Linked DNA regions of Hordeum vulgare: region 1 is linked to region 2. A link is a contact called in public Hi-C data. All regions are on one chromosome and are shown on one strand. Each heading gives the region's core, a stretch centred on a gene start, on an enhancer-like site or on the middle of the called end of the contact. The rest is flanking DNA. Distances are from core to core; before and after follow the strand shown.

Region 1 (5,560 bases), core at 2,161-4,660, 540 kb after region 2:
TACTAGATACATCCGTTTGAGTGGCAACTAATTCTGAGCTGAGGAAGTACTTTACAACTCACTTACTGAAAACACAAAATATGATAATAATGCCAGGCAAGATCATGGGAAAAGGAATGCCTCATTGGCTGCATGAGCCAGGTAGGACAGTAAGCACGAGGTTTTGGGTCGTATTTCTAATACCAACAAACTAAATGGAGTCTGTCCCTACTTCTATGTTGGTGATAGAACTTGAGTCATTGTCCATAGAGAAAACATTAGTAGATAATCAATTAAATAGTTGAACAAGGATTGTAAACAGCATATGGAAGAGAGAAAGGTATCATATTAAAAATGACGCTTCATACTTTGTGTAAGGTGCATCCAATTAACAGGATCTGATATAAAGGCATAGGGTACAAACAAGTTCGGCAGATGAGTAGACGTGTGGATTACATGAGTATGGTAGCATAACAAAGGTACCAAAAGCATAGAGAAAAGATGAGTAAAACGCATCAGAGGTCCTATAACTACGAGGGGTGTCAAGCTAGTCCTAAAACTTCAAAACCACAGATCCAAGTCCTGGGGGGGGGGGGGGGGGGGGGGGGGGCATTGAACTGCTCACGTGGCGGTTGACCATTGGCACATCAATATAGTTTTTGCTAAATATGTGACTGTAGCTTGTTAGTGCAAACCAAGGCATTGACCTGCCAGAGTGACAGCACCTTACAATCTGTCACCCTGGTGACCAACTTGTGTCTCCTTGGCCACTGCTGGCAGTGGCAGCTCCACGGCAAACAGGCGGAGCAGAGGAATGTTCTTGACATTCTGTGTAGCGGGTCAGCTGCCACTGTCGGTTGTCGCAAAATCCTGGGGCCGGCGGTGCAGTTTTCCAGTGTGACACGAGTAGCAAGGACGTGGTCTGACATGGTGGTGCCTAAGACGGTGTTCAACCCGGTCCAGAGAAGCAGACATGCACCTCTGGGGCTAGCGAATGGGTGCCATTTGTGCAGGGCGGAAGAAGTTGATCTCGGTGGCCACGTACTGGTGATGCATAGGTCAAGAGCAGGACCGAGGCTACCAGAGTAGAGCTAAATCTGCAGGCACCGTGGCTATGATAGCTGGCGCGAGCACCACAGTAGCAGTGCATAGATGGCTCAGTGTGTTGCACGTTTTAGATGCGCCGAAGTGAGTGAGGTACGTCAACGGCATGCCGCACACATGGTGCTCAAGAAAAAGCCGATGCCTCTAAGCCGACTTCTGTGGGGAATACGTAAGATGCACCTGGATGTCAGAAGGCAAATAGGCTACCCTATATAAGGTCATTTCAGCAAAAAGAAGATGACACATGAGCAAGTCAACGCGGCTCTGGGCTACTTAGGACCTCCAGTGAACAACTTAACTAGTTTTAGGACCCCAATCTGCAGTTATGAAGTTTTAGGGCTAACTTGAGACCCCTCTAATAGTTATAGGACATGTGATACATTTTACTCTTAAAAGATCTATATCTATAAACGGACAAACCATTCCAAATACTCCCTCCATTTTTGTATACAAGGCCACAAACTCATATTACACGTACCAAGGCAAAACTTAATGTCTCCTTAAGCCAATGTTGTAAACCAACTTGTCTCCTTGTTTGCTGTGTCAATTAATGTGTATTTTCCATGACACACACAACAAGCCAATGATCTCAGGCCTCTTTGGCTGATTAATGGGGTGCATGCAAGCCAACCTTCCCACTCCTCATGCATGCAAGGGGTAATTAATGTCCTCTTTTGTTTATACGAGGCAAACACAATTAAATTTCCTCGATTGTTGTTATTGGCCTTGTATAGTTGTAAATTGTAATTTTGATACTGGAGGGAGTATAATGTGTTCCTTAAGTAAGCAAACCACATATGGAAACATTCAGTGTAATCTTATCAGCTTTATAATTGTAGACCATATATGCAAGCCAACCTTCCCACTCCTCATGCATGCAAGGGATAATTAATGTCCTCTTTTGTTTATACGAGGCAAACACAATTAAATTTCCTCAATTAGTGTTAGTGGCCTTGTATAGTTGTAAATTGTAATTTTGATAGTGGCCTTGTATATAAAAATGGAGGGAGTATAATGTGTTCATTAAGTAAGCAAACCACATATGGAAATATTCAGAGTAATCTTATCAGCTTTATGATTGTAGACCATATATTGCTATGCAGAAAGCACCAGGACAGATCTAAAACAAAACTAAACACAAGATGCCCTGGCATAATGTCACAAAGGGATGAAATGAGTACCTGATCATAGCCACCCAATCCTGTTACTTGTCTCCACAACCTGCAAAAAGGTCAAGGTAATGTCAAATCATTCAGCAATCAGAATAACTTATCTATCATACAAACGTAAAGGTAAGTCCTTGCGGTACTAACTTGAGGCAATTCAATCCTTCACCATAAAATTTGGGGGGCTTGAATTCCATTAGTTTCATCGTGTAGAACCGGTCAAGCTCCTTGATAAACTCAGCCTGCTCCTCCTCCGTCCCCGAGTCATCGCCCCCACGAGTGTAATCAAACATGAAGGAGTTGTTTGAGACCTTGTCAGACAAGTGGTGGTTTTCATCCTCCCCAGCTAGTGCCGACCCTAGCTCATCCTCACCATTGGCATCCTTCTTATTATCTCCACCATTGTCGCTTTCCTCTTTGAGCAAGCTGCCCTTGTCACCATCCACCCTGACCTCTGTGTGCTCATCTCCATTTCCCGCTTTATCAACATCCATCTCGGCAGCTTCATTTCCCTGGGTGTCATCCTTCATCTCAGCCCCCTCGTTTCCCTGGGCCTCGCCCTTGGTCTCCACCACCTCATTTCCCTGGGCCTCGCACTCCGTCTCCGCACCCTCATTTCCCTGGGCCTCACTCTTGACCTGATGAGCCACAGAAACATCCACCAGAGCATCGCCTACACGCTCCTCTACCTCTTCCTCCACACCTTGGGCTTCGACCTTCCCCAAATAGGCAAGGGACGCAACGGTGCTGGCAGCCGCATCCACTAGGGCGTCGCCCTTGTGCTCCCCCCCGACTTCCTCGGCACCCCCTTCTTCAGGCACCGCCGAATCCTTGGTAGAACCAACGGCGTCGGCGTCGGCGTCGGCATCCACCATGGCGTCGTCCTTCCCCTGTTCCTCCACCTCCATGTCCGCCTCCGCGCTTTCGGGATTTGCCGAGTCCTTCACGGAATCGACGGTGTCGGCGGCCTCGGTCTGGCCATCGCCGGAGGCGGGCTCGCCGTTGCGCATGGGCAGCAAAGTGCCGCACCTAGACGGGCAGCACGGAGGATCGGCGGTAGCGACGCGGCGGTAGCGACGCGCGTTATGGGTCGTTAGGGTTTGGGGCGAGGGGGATGGGGAGGGGAGAAGGAGGAGGACTTGAGTGACAGAAGCGGCCGATGAGTTTGGGTGGCTGGGTTAGGGCCCGTTCTTTTTGAGGTGTGCTGCCGAAATAAGCTCCTGGAAAAATAGGCTCATTTCGAGGTCGAACTTTATGAAAGATCGAATTTTTTGAAAAAATCAAATTTCAAACTTTTTGATTTAAAAAAATAAAAAAAAATGCAATTAAGAATGATGTTATGTGTGTGCGTAAAATTTTAGGATGAAATACCTTAAAAATCCAATCTACATAAAAAAATAAATTCATGGCCTCAAATAATGAATAGTATCATGTGTTAAAAAATCCTAGATTTGTTTTTTTGTACAACCCTCATTTTAACGTATTCTTTTTTGAAAATTTACATACATGTGTGTTACGTCCTCACTTATTTCTATATTCTTTTCATAATCTTTTGAAATGTAAAATATGAATTTTCATGAATTTTGAATTTCAAATTTAAAGACCTCCATGAAGGCCGAGCTCCAAAAGTAATTTTCGCTAGATACGTTCATATGAAAATAAGCTATAAATACTAAGTTAGTCAGGTCTTTTTGATGCATCTTTTAACTTATCTCTAATATAACTTATCTCTAATATGGTTAGTGCAGAATATGTAATGTCCTCACACTATATATTGTTATCCTCATTAAATGGTACTCCCTCCGTAAAGAAATATAAGAGTGTATAGATCACTACTTTAGTGATCTAAACGCTCTTATATTTCTTTACAGAGGAAGTATTGTGTTATTTTTATCTTTTGTTGTTCATATAAACTGTAGGGAACCAGATTTCATATGAATGTAACTTGGCCACAAGACTACTGAACCATTGCAAATTTCATAAGTTGAGATGACTTTTTCAAAACAATTTCACATCTCAATGTAAAGAAACAAAGATGCAGGGGCAAGGCTGCTCGCTGGAGCCACCCGCACCGCCCCCTCGTAGCTTGTCGGCGGGTCAAAGGGGAACAGCGGGGGCGTCGGAGGATGTGAGGCGACGGGACGCTCCCGTCCATGGCGGCGGCGGTGGAGGGACTAGAGGAGGATATGCGGCGGCAGAACCTTCGTCGCGGGTGACCGGGGAGGGCAGCTCTAGCGGCGATGGCAGCGGAAGGAAGTGCAGCGGCGGCGGAAGGAAGGAAGTGCGGCGGCGGCGGAGACCCTATCGGGAGACCTCTCCTCCTCGTGTGTTCTAGTCGCGCATGCAACATCGATGTTTTTTCGATTCCGCTCGAGGTGCGCGGCAGACTGCCAGGTCGTGTAGTGGCATTTTGCCAGTAATTTGCACCAACTTCATGGGGAATGATGTATACTGCTTCGTTTGTAAGTGACTTCTGCGGGGAGCTGGCCTATCCCTGGCTTGTTTTCATTGTGAAGGAGGATGTTGTGGAAATAAGTTAAGCCCAACACCTCAATTCGAGTTCTTTTGGGCTTTTGGCTTAATTTGACAAGAAGTTGAAAAAGCTACAAAAGAACTAGCCCTTAGGCTAGTGGTGGTATCTACTATCATGCACTTGCACTAGCAAACACGCTGATATGGCAAATAATTAAATAAAAAGAAATATTTGAGTAACATAGATAGATACCGTATCATATTAAATGTTATACTACTATGCGTCATGCATGACAATAAATAGGATCGCCAATGATACTAGTCTATGTTACTATGCATGATAGGGTAGTACTTTACATTAGGTGGGTCGTAATGGGAGTATCATATACTGTATATGCATATGATACTAGTGCGTGATACTATCTCTTCAATGCATAGTATCATATATTAATATCATATAGTATTATATTTATTGTCATGCATGACACATAGTAGCATAACATTTATTATGATATGGTATCATGATATGATACTCAACCGCCTCTTTCTTCATTTAATTCAATGCCACCTCATCAAAATTGCCTAGTTGGCATGCATGATACTAGTTATGATACTTTCATTATGACCAACCCTAGTATCATATGCATGATATACTATATGATATTGTCCACTATTATATGATAGTAAGTACCTAGTACTAACATGCATACGATACTAGTATATGATACTACCTCCTTAATGCATAGTATCATATCTTGGTATCATAGAAATCTTATTTATTTTCATGCATGGCACATACTAGTACACCATTTAATATGATACGGTATCATATTTTGATA
Region 2 (5,369 bases), core at 2,187-4,686:
GAGACGATCATGGTTACCCACAGAGATAATTAATTTTAGTTAAATTTACTTCAAATTTGCTATAACTTGATGTTAAACAAATTTCAAAGTTGCCACATAAACGCGGGCATAGCATTCCAAAAGATTTAAACCTGAAGGGGTGCTCCAACTAGTCCATCACAAACTATGAAAAGCTGACCTGGAGAGAAAACCTTAACCTCGAGATAGCCCGAGGTATCCTCGATATCCCAGTGCACAAGATATTTCGAGAAGGATAAAACAAATCCAGCAAGACCGTCCGACATGTCGACGAACCGGGTAAGAGCCGTGTATCTCATTCTCATGACATGACCGGATGAGCTAGTGTATAGGGCCTGATAGACATCTCCTCAGTTTCCCCGGGTAGGCCTCGCATAGTGATCTATTTGGACCTACACTCATGAGGAGCACTGGCCCGGGGGTTGATTAATTATCCACGGGGTAGCTATTCCCTATGCATTTTTATTAAGTTTTTTAGCAAATGGAGTACCAATGTTGGGTCTTGCGAGACAAGTTAAACCAAAATGATTTATCAAGGGGGTCCCCATATCAACCCCACGCGTGTTAGGAGTGCTCAATATGGAACATATCATCGGTAACCGGAAACTAGGGCAGCAAAAGCTGAACAAAATACCGAGAAAAAGGCCAAGCCTTCCACCTTTTACCAATTATATATGTGCATTAAATTAAATAGAAATAATAAGATAATATCCCAAATATCCATGTCAACACATGGATCACCCTGCACCTGCAACAAATAATGCTATAAGAAGAGCTGAGCAAGCGCTAACTTAGCCAAACAATGTTTGCTAGGATGTGGAGGGGTTAGAGGCTTATCATGGCATTTTTGGGAGGCTTGATATTCAGGTAGTAGGCAACGATATTTAACAAAAGAAATGAGACGGCTAAGCATAACAAAAATTAGAAACGATATAAAGGTCAACGATCATCTTACATGGCACTTCTTCTAGGGAATAGAACTCTTGCTATCCAGGAACGTTCTCAATAGGATCCTCGTACTAGTACTCAGCACCCGACGCTACCCAAAAGGAAATACAACATCCAATAAACACACAGCCAAGACACAATGCTCAAACAATATGATGCATGAATATGATGTGAATGAAGCATGGCAATGCAGCACTAATCATCTTTCCCATGCAATTATTTATTCATTATCACAACCTCAAGACTAATTTTTTGTACATTCATGAACATGACAAAAATGAATGCATCACGAGAAAACAATACAAATGCATATAAAGAACGTCGCAAACCGAGTTGCGGACTTCTCGGGATTCCCTCGACAAGGTACGAATGGAAACAATGATAAAACAGAATTTGAGAGATGCTATGGGCAATTCCTTGGCATCCCAAGTATGCCACTAGATTGGGCACGAAATTCTAGGTGAAATGGACCTAAAGATCATGCAAAACAAATGGATTCAACTCCCACAAGGCACAAAACAATTCTACAAGAAATTTGTCCAAAAACAGCAACATGTCACATTGCACATACTAAAACTAACACCTACAGCAAGCTATCATGCTCAACAAAGGCATGGAGATGAAGTAAACATGATGCACAACAACTCATTTAAACAGCAACATGGATAGTAGCATGGATCAATGGGAATCTGGCTCACAAGATGGCATAAAACATAACAGGTTATGACTTGGTGAAAATACCAGTTTTTCACAAGCAAAGTTAACATGATGGCATATTGACACCAATGAAACACTATGCTAGAGGGACTTTTAGGGCATGAAATATAACATGGTGATATAGGGCAATAAGTACTACAATTAACACCTTCTAGCAATCAGCAAATACTCAGATTCATTGATAGCATCCTCTCAACATGGCATGGTGAAAGGAAGTGAGCCTAACTCACTTGGCTAGTGGAGTGGATGTACAACCCATCCACCCAAGTTCAATTTGGGTTCTTATTATTTCAAAAAAAACTCGTTGTGGGGGGTTTCCCTTACAGATTTCCTTCAAAAAAACATGGCATGGTGAAGTTAGCAAATTCTCAGACTTACCAAAATTCACAAGGTGAAATTTACAGCAGTTTACATCAGCATGGCATATTTGACACGAAGAATAGCTACGATGCAAAACCTATTTTGCAAAGTATTGGCACAATTTAAGAAAGGGCAATATGCTCTATCATTCACTCCATTGCACCAGCCCAAAGAACCTATAGATACTTAGCAATCCCCATGGAAACACGGCTACTTAATAACAAATTTCAGACCTAGTCATATTTCACCCTACCAAATCGGCAGCAATGACATAGCATGTTGACAGCAAGAATTCCACCTCTATACAAGGTTTTTCATGGCAACCTAAATAACACGGCCTAGTACACTAAACACGTTACAACTTTCATGTTGACAAGTTTAAGAACGGTTGCAAGGATTGCTTTATACAAAATTAACAAAATGCCATCATTGTGAAAATATCATGCACATTAACTTTCTCAAAAGACAAAACTAATTCTTCACATGAATTCCTTGGATTTTTCTACCCCAAATTCATATATCATAAGCCTATGTTACAATATAAAAACAAGCCAAAATCCAGAATCAAAACTACATCAACTAGGTATAACCTAGTATATGCCAGATTTGGCATATGCCCAGATTGGACATTTCCTGAATTGGAAACCTACCATTTATGGCATATTAGCATTCAGGGAAGTAAAAAATAAACTAAAACAATAAATCACAAGGGGTGCACATAAACTTTCTCAAAAGACAAAACTAATTCTACACATGAATTCCTTAGATTTTTCTACCCCAAATTCATAGTATATCATAAGCCTAGGTTACAATATAAAAACAAGCCAAAATCCAGAATCAAAACTACATCAACTAGGTATAACCTAGTATATGCCAGATTGGACATATGCCCAAATTGGACATTTACTGAATTGGAAACCTACCATTTATGGCATATTAGCATCAGGGAAGTAAAAAAATAAACTAAAACAATAAATCACAGGGGTCCCACTAGCGGTCTCACCACGGAAGTAAAAAACAAACAAAAACAATAAATCACACGGGTCCCACTAGCGGTCTCACCAGGGCCCGTGAGACGATGACAGCTGGGTCCAAGGGGCCACTATCATCCACTCACAAATAAAACACACAAATCACACGGGTCCCGCTAGCGGTCTCACCAGGAAAGTAAAAAATAAACTAAAACAATAAATCACACGGGATCCCACTAGCGGTCTCACCAGGGCCCGTGAGACGATGACAGCTGGGTCCAAGGGGCCGCAATCATTCACTCACAAATAAAACACACAAAGAAATAAGAAGAGGTCTTGAGGGATAGAACCAGAGACCCCCTGCTTTTCAGTGGCGCAGCTTGCCAGCTGGGCTAGTATGTCTGGCTTGACCAGTGGGGTGGCTCGACTCTTTTGACTCCATCCTACGCTGGGCTGGGCCCACGAAACAGGGACACACACACGCACACACTGCACAACCACCGGCAGCGACGACAGAGGGCACAAAGCCACGACGACGCTACACTGGTGACCCAAAAGCGCCGCGAAAGGCACACAACTACCGCAACATCCTTTTGCATAAACGCACGCACTCCTGGCACATAACGCTCAAGGGATCGACGCCGGCGACATGAAATAGAGGTGGCGACGACGAGCTTGACTAGCTGGCCACGGCGGGGCAAACTACTAGATGACGGTGAAAATGGAACCACGTGCCAAAGGGAAAACCCTACGTGATTCTACTCTCGAATGGTAGGGACGAAACACTCGCTGGAGACGAGGTTCGATGGCGGCGCGCTCAGGCTTGAAGACGACGACCAACAGAGAGCGTAATCGAGGGGGAAAAGCTACTTGGGACGCACAGATTCTCACGAGGAGGGGCTGGGTGTAGGAGATCAGGATCCAGGAAACCAGGACGACGCGCTACGGTGAATTGTTGGACGGAGACGAGCTCCTGTCGAGGAAGAAGAACAACAATTGCTTCTGGCCTTGACGCCCCTCGAAGAAGCAGAGGACGTCGTGGAAGCAGCATGAATGGGTGCATCTCCTGGATGCTCTACTCCTTCTTGGGGTCGCCGGAGGTATTGCTGGCGATGACGAGCTCGCTGGCACTCTCTAGACAGGGCGAAGCGGGTGGATCTACAGGGGCTAGCTCACCTGGTGGCGGCAGAGAGGGGAAGATGGAACCCTAGGAGGCCCGAACACCGAGGGGGTTAAATAGGGGAGCTAGGCTCCTCGCTGGCTGCCACGGTGACTCGGCAATGCCGGTGTGGTGTTTTTACCATGAGAGAGGCGGGGGCGAAGAAGATGAAAGAGATGGCTTCGGTCGCCGGCATGTGGGCCACTCACCCTGTCCACGCTGGAAAGGTACATGCGCAGGAGAGGCTGGATGCAGGCTGCGCGCGAGATGGACCCCTGGCACTGCTGCTACTGGGTTGCATTGCTACTGCTGCTATTGGGCTGCACTATCGCTTCTGCTACTCGGCTGCACTGCCAGTTACTCAACAGAAAACCTCTCATCTTTTATTTAAAATAAAACATTTTGAGCAAGAAAAAGTACTAGAGAAAAAGAGAGGATTTAAGTATGAAGTAAAAAATATATTTGGGCTCCCAAAATCATGCCCTATTTTATAATCACATTGGGCATTTTTTATAAATAAGAAAAATAATGCACTTAATTTAAGATAGCAAGGCGTTTGGGGTTTTTACAAATTGGCACACACACGTTCACAAGGACAACCTTAGTTTTTTTAATTCCATTCATAACATTTACAATCATAGCAACATTTTTAAAGAAGGTGATGGCAAGGTAGAAAATTACCACAGTGCATAACTGAATAAAAGAGAGAGGGGGGTATTTCCAAAGAGTTTGTAGGGAGGTGTTTCACTCATGAACAAACTACTTGTTGCAAGCACATCATCACAACATCAACTCCACTCCACCACAACATGAGCAACAAGGAGAAATGAATGCCAGGATGATATGATGCTATGATGCAAGTGAAAGTCATGAAACACCAAATCTTAATAAGAGAAAGCAAGGTTGACATGACATACAAGGTTAAACATGCAATTAATTCAGGGATTGCACTTGGGTTATTACAGCTCTCCCGCACTACAAGAGGATCTTGCCCCGAGATCTAGGATTGAAAGAACTCGGGATATTCGGAGCGGAGAAGGTCCTTGCATTCCCATGTGGCTTCTTTATCGAAATGGTGTGACCAATTAACTATGAGGACTTTGATAGACTTGTCGTAAGTCTTGCGCTCGTCCTCTTCAAGAATAGCAGCTCGATGCTCATGATAAGAAAGGTCTTCTTTAAGATCACTGTCTTGG

What was found. A called contact is a pair of places that touch in the nucleus more often than the background predicts.
Region 1: a Hi-C map of leaf shows a contact between it and region 2, with 1.9 times the contacts expected there. The contact joins the promoter of LOC123426198 here to the enhancer-like site in region 2. A contact is called at or near these places in 3 of 6 Hi-C or Micro-C datasets (leaf and seedling).

Annotation. Positions count from the first base shown.
Region 1 is chr2H:332,215,724-332,221,283 of MorexV3_pseudomolecules_assembly, forward strand. It overlaps LOC123426198 (AT-rich interactive domain-containing protein 6-like), which reads right to left and starts at 3,411. Exons shown (of 12, transcript XM_045109989.1): 1 at 2,397-3,411; 2 at 2,265-2,304. The coding sequence starts at 3,259.
Region 2 is chr2H:331,677,700-331,683,068 of MorexV3_pseudomolecules_assembly, forward strand. It overlaps the pseudogene LOC123426976. Among protein-coding and RNA genes, the nearest start is that of LOC123426968, 370 kb to the left of the region's middle. Within about 2 kb of position 3,437, at least 3 of the 3 cell types and tissues checked have open chromatin away from gene starts, as enhancers often do. A contact at or near this core is called in leaf and seedling, where this site is marked.